Linked DNA regions of Mus musculus: region 1 is linked to region 2. Evidence: chromatin contacts called from public HiChIP or PLAC-seq data. All regions are on one chromosome and are shown on one strand. The core of a region is the stretch at or near the end of the contact, and the rest is flanking DNA. Distances in the headings are between cores, read along the strand shown. Region 1 overlaps Rsu1 (Ras suppressor protein 1). Region 2 holds the start of Itga8 (integrin alpha 8).

Region 1 (3,959 bases), core at 716-3,215, 920 kb after region 2:
GAGTCTCCGCATGACACAGAAGTCACTACTCACAGATGCAGAACGCTAACTTAAAACACACAGCCCTTCCCTAAGTATTTCATTAGTTTCTAGAAAACCAGTCATGCTGATTTTTAAATGTATCTACAGCAAGAAACTTATGAAAAGACAAACATTTGGCCATCCGCAATTAATGATTCCATAATGGTTATCTACTAGACTAAATCAGTCCGTACAAGAATTCTTCAAAAACTTAAATAAGGATCTGAGCTCGGTTTTTCAACAATTGTTAGCAATTTAATAATGTGTAGATTTTAACAAATAATTTTCTAGAGTATCTTTAGCAGTGTATTTCAGGGAATTAATAGCAACTGGGGGAAAACATTATTATTTTATTTTTTGTTCACACTCTTTAAGCAGAAGTCAAGATTCTCAGCTAAATGTGAGATAAGGTACTAACATCTCTCCTGGAAAGTTAATGTCACATTGCTAAGCCCACTCCTGCCCAATGGTGTCAGCCAGCTATACATCAAATATAAATACTGCTGAGCGGTGAAGGAATATTCAAAAGGACTCTGTAGTGAAAAAATATATATGCCCAATAATTTCTCTTACGAGTTTCAGCACTGGCAAATAAATTTTTACTATTAGGACCAAAGTACCATGTTAAAGAGATTTACAGAATTAAAAGTTTCTCACTGAGGTAGAAGAAGTTTCCCGGAAGAGAATGTTCATTCAGGTTGTTGTAAGTTAAGTCCAGGACCTCCAGAGCCGGGAGGGAGCCGAATCCTCGAGGCAGCGTGTTCAACCTATTCATGCTGCAGTGTGGGGAGACACAAGGGACAAGCCACCTTTTAAAAAGCACATACGTACGCAGAACACGGGAACCTGACAGTGTAAGCCCAGTTCAGCAGGATCAGAGTCCAAAAGCACATTATGGTTCTGCGTTCACTGAATGGTACTTGATTTTTCATTGTGTTCATATAATTTAACAAACAAGAAGAAATTGCCACCCGTGTGTGTGTGTGTGTGTGTGTGTGTGTGTGTGTGTGTGCTGCTGAAAATACACTAGAAATGCAAATACACACAAATCTACTCTCTGAGTGATTTTTTAAAAATTTTTTATTAGGTATTTTCTTCATTTACATTTCCAATGCTATCCCAAAAGTCCCCCATACCTACCCACCCACTCCCACTTCTTGGCCCTGGCGTTCCGCTGTACTGAGGCATATAAAGTTTGCTCTGAGTGATTTTCAAATACAGTGAATATTGTTAATGCTAGTCACTGTGGTATATAATAATCTTTTGAACTTACTCCTGAATAACTGAAATTCTTGGGCCTTTAACAATTTCTTAACTCCCTGATCTCCACCACCTGCCTCTAGCAAACATCACTTTACTCTGCAATCATATAGTACTAATAGTTTAATAGTTCTACTCTGACAACCTGTGCTCATGAAATGTATGGAAATTTTTAGTTATTACTTCTTCCTACAGAAAAACTCAAATAGCCCGCTCCATACTTGAAATACCTGTCTGTCTAAAGAGAAACTGATTCAAAACATGCATTTGGGATATTTGCTTTATTTCATCCGTTCATTGTAATGGGAGGGGAATCAACTTCCTGTTCAATACCCATGTACTAATGATCAGAATGATCTCTAGTTAGAATGCTGATTGCCAGGGCCTGGGGCAGGGAGAGGCAAATGAGTTGTTTCAGGTTTGGGAGGCAATAAACTTCTGGAGGCTGAAAGTGTAACACTGTGAAAGTAACACCCAGGACTGACACACTATCATAAAAGTTATGATATGCACATTTATATGTGTGCATGTGTGAGCATGTATGTGGGATGGCTAATGTTAGTTGCCAACTAAAAACGCCTGGGAAAAGGGAATCCCAAGTGAAGAATGGCTTCTATCAGACTGACCTATAAGCATGTCTGGGGGCAGGGCTTTCCTATTGCTCAGTGGTATAAGAAGGTTCAGACACTGGTGGGAACCAAATATATCAGAGGAAGTGAGCAAGTAGGCAGGTTTTCCCCGTTCTTTCTGCTTCAGTTCCTGCCTTGACATCTTGCTTTGGCTTCCTCTGATGATCAACTATAACTTGTGGGCCAAATCCTTTTTTCCCCAAAGTTGTTTTTTGCTAGCATCTTATCATGACATCAGAGAATCAAATTACATACATACATACATGTATATACATATATAAAAATCTAAGAGAATTTTTCGATATTATCTTTTACCCTTCTAGACCTTTATGTCTCTTTTGGAGGCTGCCTCTGAGAATACCTAAAAGTCAGTTTAAACACTGTATAAACAACTTCAGTGTAAGCTGACAGACACTGGAAGGGAGGAGAGACTTGACACTGAAAATCAATCCAACCATTGATCATTCTAATAACAGACGCAATGCTGCTGCCCACCTCGACCAATCCGGCCTCCTGAGAAATGACTGCGCAGAGGGAAGCCAAGAGAAAAGTGGATTTGCAAGTCTCAGGACAGGGAGTCCCAGGCCGGCTTTCCTCAGGGCCTACCAACTTCTTAGACTACTCACTACAAGAGAGAAAGCTTCCCCATGAGCCCAGTCAGTGACACACATCTGCTTCCCTAACGGCCAAATGCTTACAGGATGAATTCTAGCAACAAACTAGGCTGACAGTCCGCGGCAGCTGGGTATGTCCTCTACAGTGAAGTTAGCCCCAAAACTATAGCCCTGACAACTCTATGGCTTTTCATTTCTTGTAAAATACACACTACACTGTGCTTCAAAAATTAAGGACATCTCAAATTTTCTGCTTACTACAGCTGGCCTGAAGCTCATTCATGTCTTGCAATCATCATAAAAAATGGCAAGTACTGCATAATTCAATGATTGGTGAGTGTAGCCTTTGGACCAGGACCTACCCATGGTGCTTGTGGTCTCTTAAGTGCACACTTTCATTTGGCCCGCTAACACTAAGCAGTCCTCTTCACCCTGCCTTAATGTGCACATATAAACCTCCATGAGATCTAAGAGCAGAGATTCCTTTATTAAAATTCAGCTTAATTCCTTTCCCAAGAAAACGAAAATTTTGTGGGAATGGCAACTTCTATGGAGCTATGGAATCAAACGCTGAAAGGTGTTTTACATAGTCAATAAACTTAGAGCTGAAAATACAGGCAATTCCAGAAGGGCAAGGACGTAACTAAGGTGCATGGTCAAGTTTACCCTATGTCCTAAGATAGCCCAAGGTCAACTAAACCAGGCCTGAGCTTATGTTCTTCCCAAACCTGTCTCCAGCTCTAATCCTATGATAGCCGACCAACACAGGAATCTAGGTAGGATCCCTTCCCATCTGTAACTGTCTTGGCAATTTTCCTTCTATATCATTTTCAAATTAAATCCTTTTTCTTCCCCACTACGACTGATCCAGATCACCTTGGACAAAGGTGGCATTCCCACAGTCTTCTTGCCCTTTACCTCAACCTCCCATGAACCCTCTTTGCACTGAGCTTTCAGACAAAACTGCTCTTATTTCACACCCACTACCCTGTAGGACAAATTCCTGCAGAAAAGATCTGCAACCAGAGCTCCACTATGTAAACTGGGGCAGCACTGCTGACTCCCTGCCACCTCTGACACCTATTTGTTTGCCACTGGTGTCCCCACTGTAGTGTGAGCTCTATGACAGCAGGATGACCATTACCTAAAATGACTCCTGGTAGCAATCTGGAATTCAACAAACACCCACTAGGTGTGCAGAAGCCATTCCCAAGGGTCTGGGCTAGCCCTTGCATCTCACCTGGCCACCTTTACATTGAATCCTACCAGTGAACTGCTACGACAGCCCAGGATGTGCTCTGAGCTTTGAAATGTGTCACTCTCTCAGCCTGAGATGGCTGTGCATTGCTCGGATTATAGCACTCGGCCTTTGAAGAGCCTCTCAAGAACCTCGTCTATTGGCAAATGTTTTCCCTGTCTCTGCTTCCGCCACAGC
Region 2 (4,021 bases), core at 318-2,817:
AAAATTCTTTCTGTAAAGAATTAGAATGTCAAGCACCCCAGGTTGCAGTCTGGATCTACTACAGGGCAAGTCTCACCTCCGGACTTGGGAACTAGAGAATTACAAATACTCCAAGCGAGTCCTTTATCAGTCTCCACCTCTATATTTGAGGACCAACCCGATTCTCTATAGTGTAGGTTATTTTGTAACTCTGGCCGGCCTCGAACTCACAGACACCAGCCTGCCTCTGCCAACCAAGTATTAAGCCTGTGCTCCCCTCCCCTCACAGCTGTGGGTTTCTACTGGTCCCAAGCACCTCCTCCCCTAGTGTTCACCTCTGAACAGTAGGGAAACGGATGTTACCAGATGCATCCAAACACTCAGATTTACATTAGGAGGGGGGGAAAGAACACTAAATTGCCGCGAGGAATGGCTCTGGTTCTTTTCAACCAGGGGCCACACTACAGGTTAGCATCACTTACTGGTGGTGTCAAACGGTATCTGCTTGCACTGTGCAGACCTCTCTGAGGGCCAGGGACAGTAGTAGACAGCTCCCCCTTCTACGATATCCGGCTGGCTAGTGTTGGCTTTGGGTGCCCCCACTAAGACACTGGCTCTGCAAAGAGATTGGAGAAAGTCACTCCTCTGGGAACATTTACCCGTGTGCCCAGTCTGTAGAAGCATGCCCACCGGACTGCGGCAGCAGCGGCAGGCACAAACAGGTTTATTGTGGAAAGACTGCCAAACTTGATTTCCTCTTTGGAAGCCTATGAGCACCAGAAACCTGGTTTTGGAAGAGGCTGCTAATGGTTCTGCCTGTCTAGGTGGAGGTAGGTGGAGACTGTGATGGGGAAGGCAGATCCCAACTGTCTGCAACCTAAGGCGCTATGAGATTCCGTAGGAACAGACTGCGCGGTCCTTATTTTAAAACTGACCTGAGTCTGTCCCGCCCCACTCTCTCCTTTGTATAATGCTCTTGTCTTTGAATCCGAACTTATATACCAGTGGAGCATCTCCAATCCCAGATTCATGGGCACATCTATTTAGCATAAGTCAGGAGGAAAGATGTTGGTAGCAGGCAAAGAGCAGAATCCGACCCGGAGTGGGCAGTTGCCTGAAATATCAGACATCCTTTCCTCCTGGCTGCGGAGACCTCTGAGAGACAGAGACAGGACCTGGAATCGCGCGCCACCAAGCCACCAACCCAACCCAGCAACTTACGTGCGCGCATCAGGTATGTAGAAGTCCAGTGAGTAGCCGAAGTAGCTGCCCTCGGGGCCACTGTACACAGTGAGCTTGTCCACATCCAAGTTGAACGCCAGACACGCAGGGGACCACAGCATCCCCAGCGCGGCCGAGACGCAACAGAGACGCGCGAACGGAGGTGCCCGGTTCCCCGGGGGACCACAGTGGGTTCCCGCAGACATCGCCCTCCTTCCCGAACGCTGTTCACCCGGGATCGGGAGCCGTGGAGCCCAGAGGAGAAGGCCTGACGCTCCCCAGAGGCCGGTGTCCCGGGTCGGTGAGCTAGGAGCGTCCACAGTGACAGTCCTCTCGCCCTGTGCGGCCCGCCGACCCCGCTGCTCTGGGCTTGCAGCAGCGGATCCCGCGCTCGACCCTCTCCAGCCCCTGGCTGGGGCCGGCGCGCTCTTCGCGCCCTCTAGCGGCTAGTTCTCAGGCTGCAGGACGGAGCTTGCGGTCTAGGACCGGGCAAGTGCCTGTTGAGCCCGCTAGATTTCGAGTCTCTAGTTTAAGGACCATCTAAATTTTATGGATGTCACCTCAAGTCATTGTTTTGGAGAAGCGGTGTTCCATATGCGGCGAGAATTTAATGATTTCCCAATATTGCGCAGCTCGGATACAAGCATACAAAAGAGTATACCAACTCCAGAAAAGAGTGGTTATATGGCTGTCACCTCTACCTTTGAGGGTAAATCAGTTTCTTCCTCAGTAAATGGGATTTGATAATGGAATGTAAGAACCCTCTTCCTCTCCTATTCCGCTGACATACTAATACAAAAATCCTGTAGGTTTTCTCAGTCTTTCTCAAGGGCATCTCTGGCACATTGTATGATTTGGTATAAACCTCTATCCTATGAGGTTGTGATGAAGGACTGCAAAGTCAGAAATGCTGCAGTTAACAGTTTTCAAAAGCAGGGCTTGGGAGTGAAAGTTTGAGACAACAGGATCTCTTCCTCACCAGTACTAGTTGTTGATCTTTCGAGGAGCCCGAAGGTGAAGGGAGCAGACTAGAACTGTGTGTATAAATGGTTTTTTATAAATACAAACTTTTCAGGACATAGATTGGTGATAAAAAAAACAACATGACTCTGAGGTCACACAGAATTTAAGTGTAGGCAAAGAAGTGTGGGACATGGTGACACATACCTGAAATCCCAACACTGTTTTGTTTGGGGGCAGGGGCTGTAATAAGAGGATCTTTTGTTGGACAGCCTGGGCTAACCTAACAAGTTCAAGACTAGCCTGAGAAGGCTGTGTTAAATATATATATATATATATATATATATATATATATATATATATATACACACACACACGTGTGTGTGTGTGTGAGAGAGAGACAGAGACAGAGACAGAGACAGAGAGACAGAGAGAGAGACAGAGAAGGGGCAAGCTGTTTCTGGGTAATTTCAGGAAAGTTGGAAACAAATTTAGATGTAGACAAGAATTTGAATAGGAGACTTAGATTTGGACCTCCCGGAAGCAGATGAGGGAAACACTGAAGGCACTAATCTCCTAGCATTAGATGACCATGTACAAGATCGTAGTGAAAAGGAGTATCCAAGGAGTGGTCTGAAATAGGGCTGGATGGATCCTGAGACCAGGGATCCAGGCAAAAGTAGCCAAAGCAGAAATATGATAGGCACCAGAGATTCAAATGTCCAGTGGCAAGTCATCTGAATAAAAAGAAAGCAGGGATGGACAAGGGAATCCCAACCTGGTTGACAAGACAAAAGGAGAAAAGGGCCATGAAAGTTAAGGAAAAGGCTGAGATTGGGGGAGGATGCACAGCAGAAAGGATCTAAGCTGAGTCTTAAGTTACCTACTTAGGAGAAAATAAGTGAAGTGAGTGGATGAATAAGATGCCAACTTACTCATCTAAGAATAATTAGTACCACTTCCTACAACTGGGGGACCCATCAGAAGGTTGATACAATTTGAGTAGACTAGACAAAAATCTCAGCCTACTAGGAAAAAAAAAATGGTTTCTCATCCATTTTCCTTCATAACCCACTCTGTAGAGTAATTTCAATTTTGTGTTTCTACTTGTCCCTATTTAAAAATCAAAACAAGCAGTCTGTCACAAGGCTCCCTGTCAAGCCATCACATCATCATTTCCTAATTACATTGCCCAATACGAGGCATAAGAGCTTACAAGTAGGTGGTAGACCAGTTGACTGGTTTTCCTTCTCTATCCTAAAGTCAATTTGTGCTGGACACAGAGTTTGCCACTTTGATTAAGATATTGCTAAGAATAAAAGTCAAACTCCCCACATGAGCTTGAATGAGTAATTCACACACAATACACACATGGGACGCCTCAGAGCTGTCACCGAGGCTGGGGATTAACTACAACATGGGAATGTCCTGACACCAGTGTACTGTAATTTTGAAAGCTGTCATACTGCAGGAAAGTCTTAATTTATGTTGACTGTCTAAGAGGGTATAAAGTGACAGCATGGTCCTTGGTGTGTACTTTGCATTGACAGATTTCTACACAGAGGTAGCATGGTAAACATTGTTTCATGTTGACCAACTCCTCACCAGGGCATCCGTAATGTACCCACTTGTCTATTTCCCTAAAATATCCCTCAGCTATTTATTCTTCTTGTTCCACATACCTATGTAATGAAAACATGTACTGTGTGTGTGTGTGTGTGTGTGTGTGTGTGTGCGCGCGTGTGCAGTCCAGAGGTGGCTGTTGGTGTCTTCACCTATATGGACTGCATGGCCAGCAAACCCCAGGGACACTCACATCTCTGCTTCCCCAGTGCTGGGATCACAGGCTTGTCTCACCACA

What was found. HiChIP or PLAC-seq counts read pairs in DNA pulled down with a chosen protein or histone mark.
Region 1: a contact with region 2 is called in an H3K27ac HiChIP or PLAC-seq map of microglia, with 5 times the contacts expected there. The contact joins the enhancer-like site here to the promoter of Itga8 in region 2. A contact is called at or near these places in 2 of 115 datasets of contacts at active chromatin or transcription factors (forebrain and microglia) and 1 of 9 other capture datasets (liver).

What each region holds. Positions count from the first base shown.
Region 1 is chr2:13,218,331-13,222,289 of GRCm38.p6, forward strand. Rsu1 (Ras suppressor protein 1) reads right to left here. Exons shown (of 9, transcript NM_009105.4): 5 at 679-797. Among named protein-coding and RNA genes, the nearest start is that of Rsu1, 51 kb to the right of the region's middle. Within about 2 kb of position 1,966, at least 13 of the 459 cell types and tissues checked have an H3K27ac peak or open chromatin away from gene starts, as enhancers often do. A contact at or near this core is called in microglia, where this site is marked.
Region 2 is chr2:12,300,377-12,304,397 of GRCm38.p6, forward strand. It overlaps Itga8 (integrin alpha 8), which reads right to left and starts at 1,568. Exons shown (of 30, transcript NM_001001309.3): 1 at 1,201-1,568; 2 at 462-595. The coding sequence starts at 1,406. It overlaps E030013I19Rik (RIKEN cDNA E030013I19 gene), which reads left to right and starts at 870. Exons shown (of 2, transcript NR_040353.1): 1 at 870-1,213.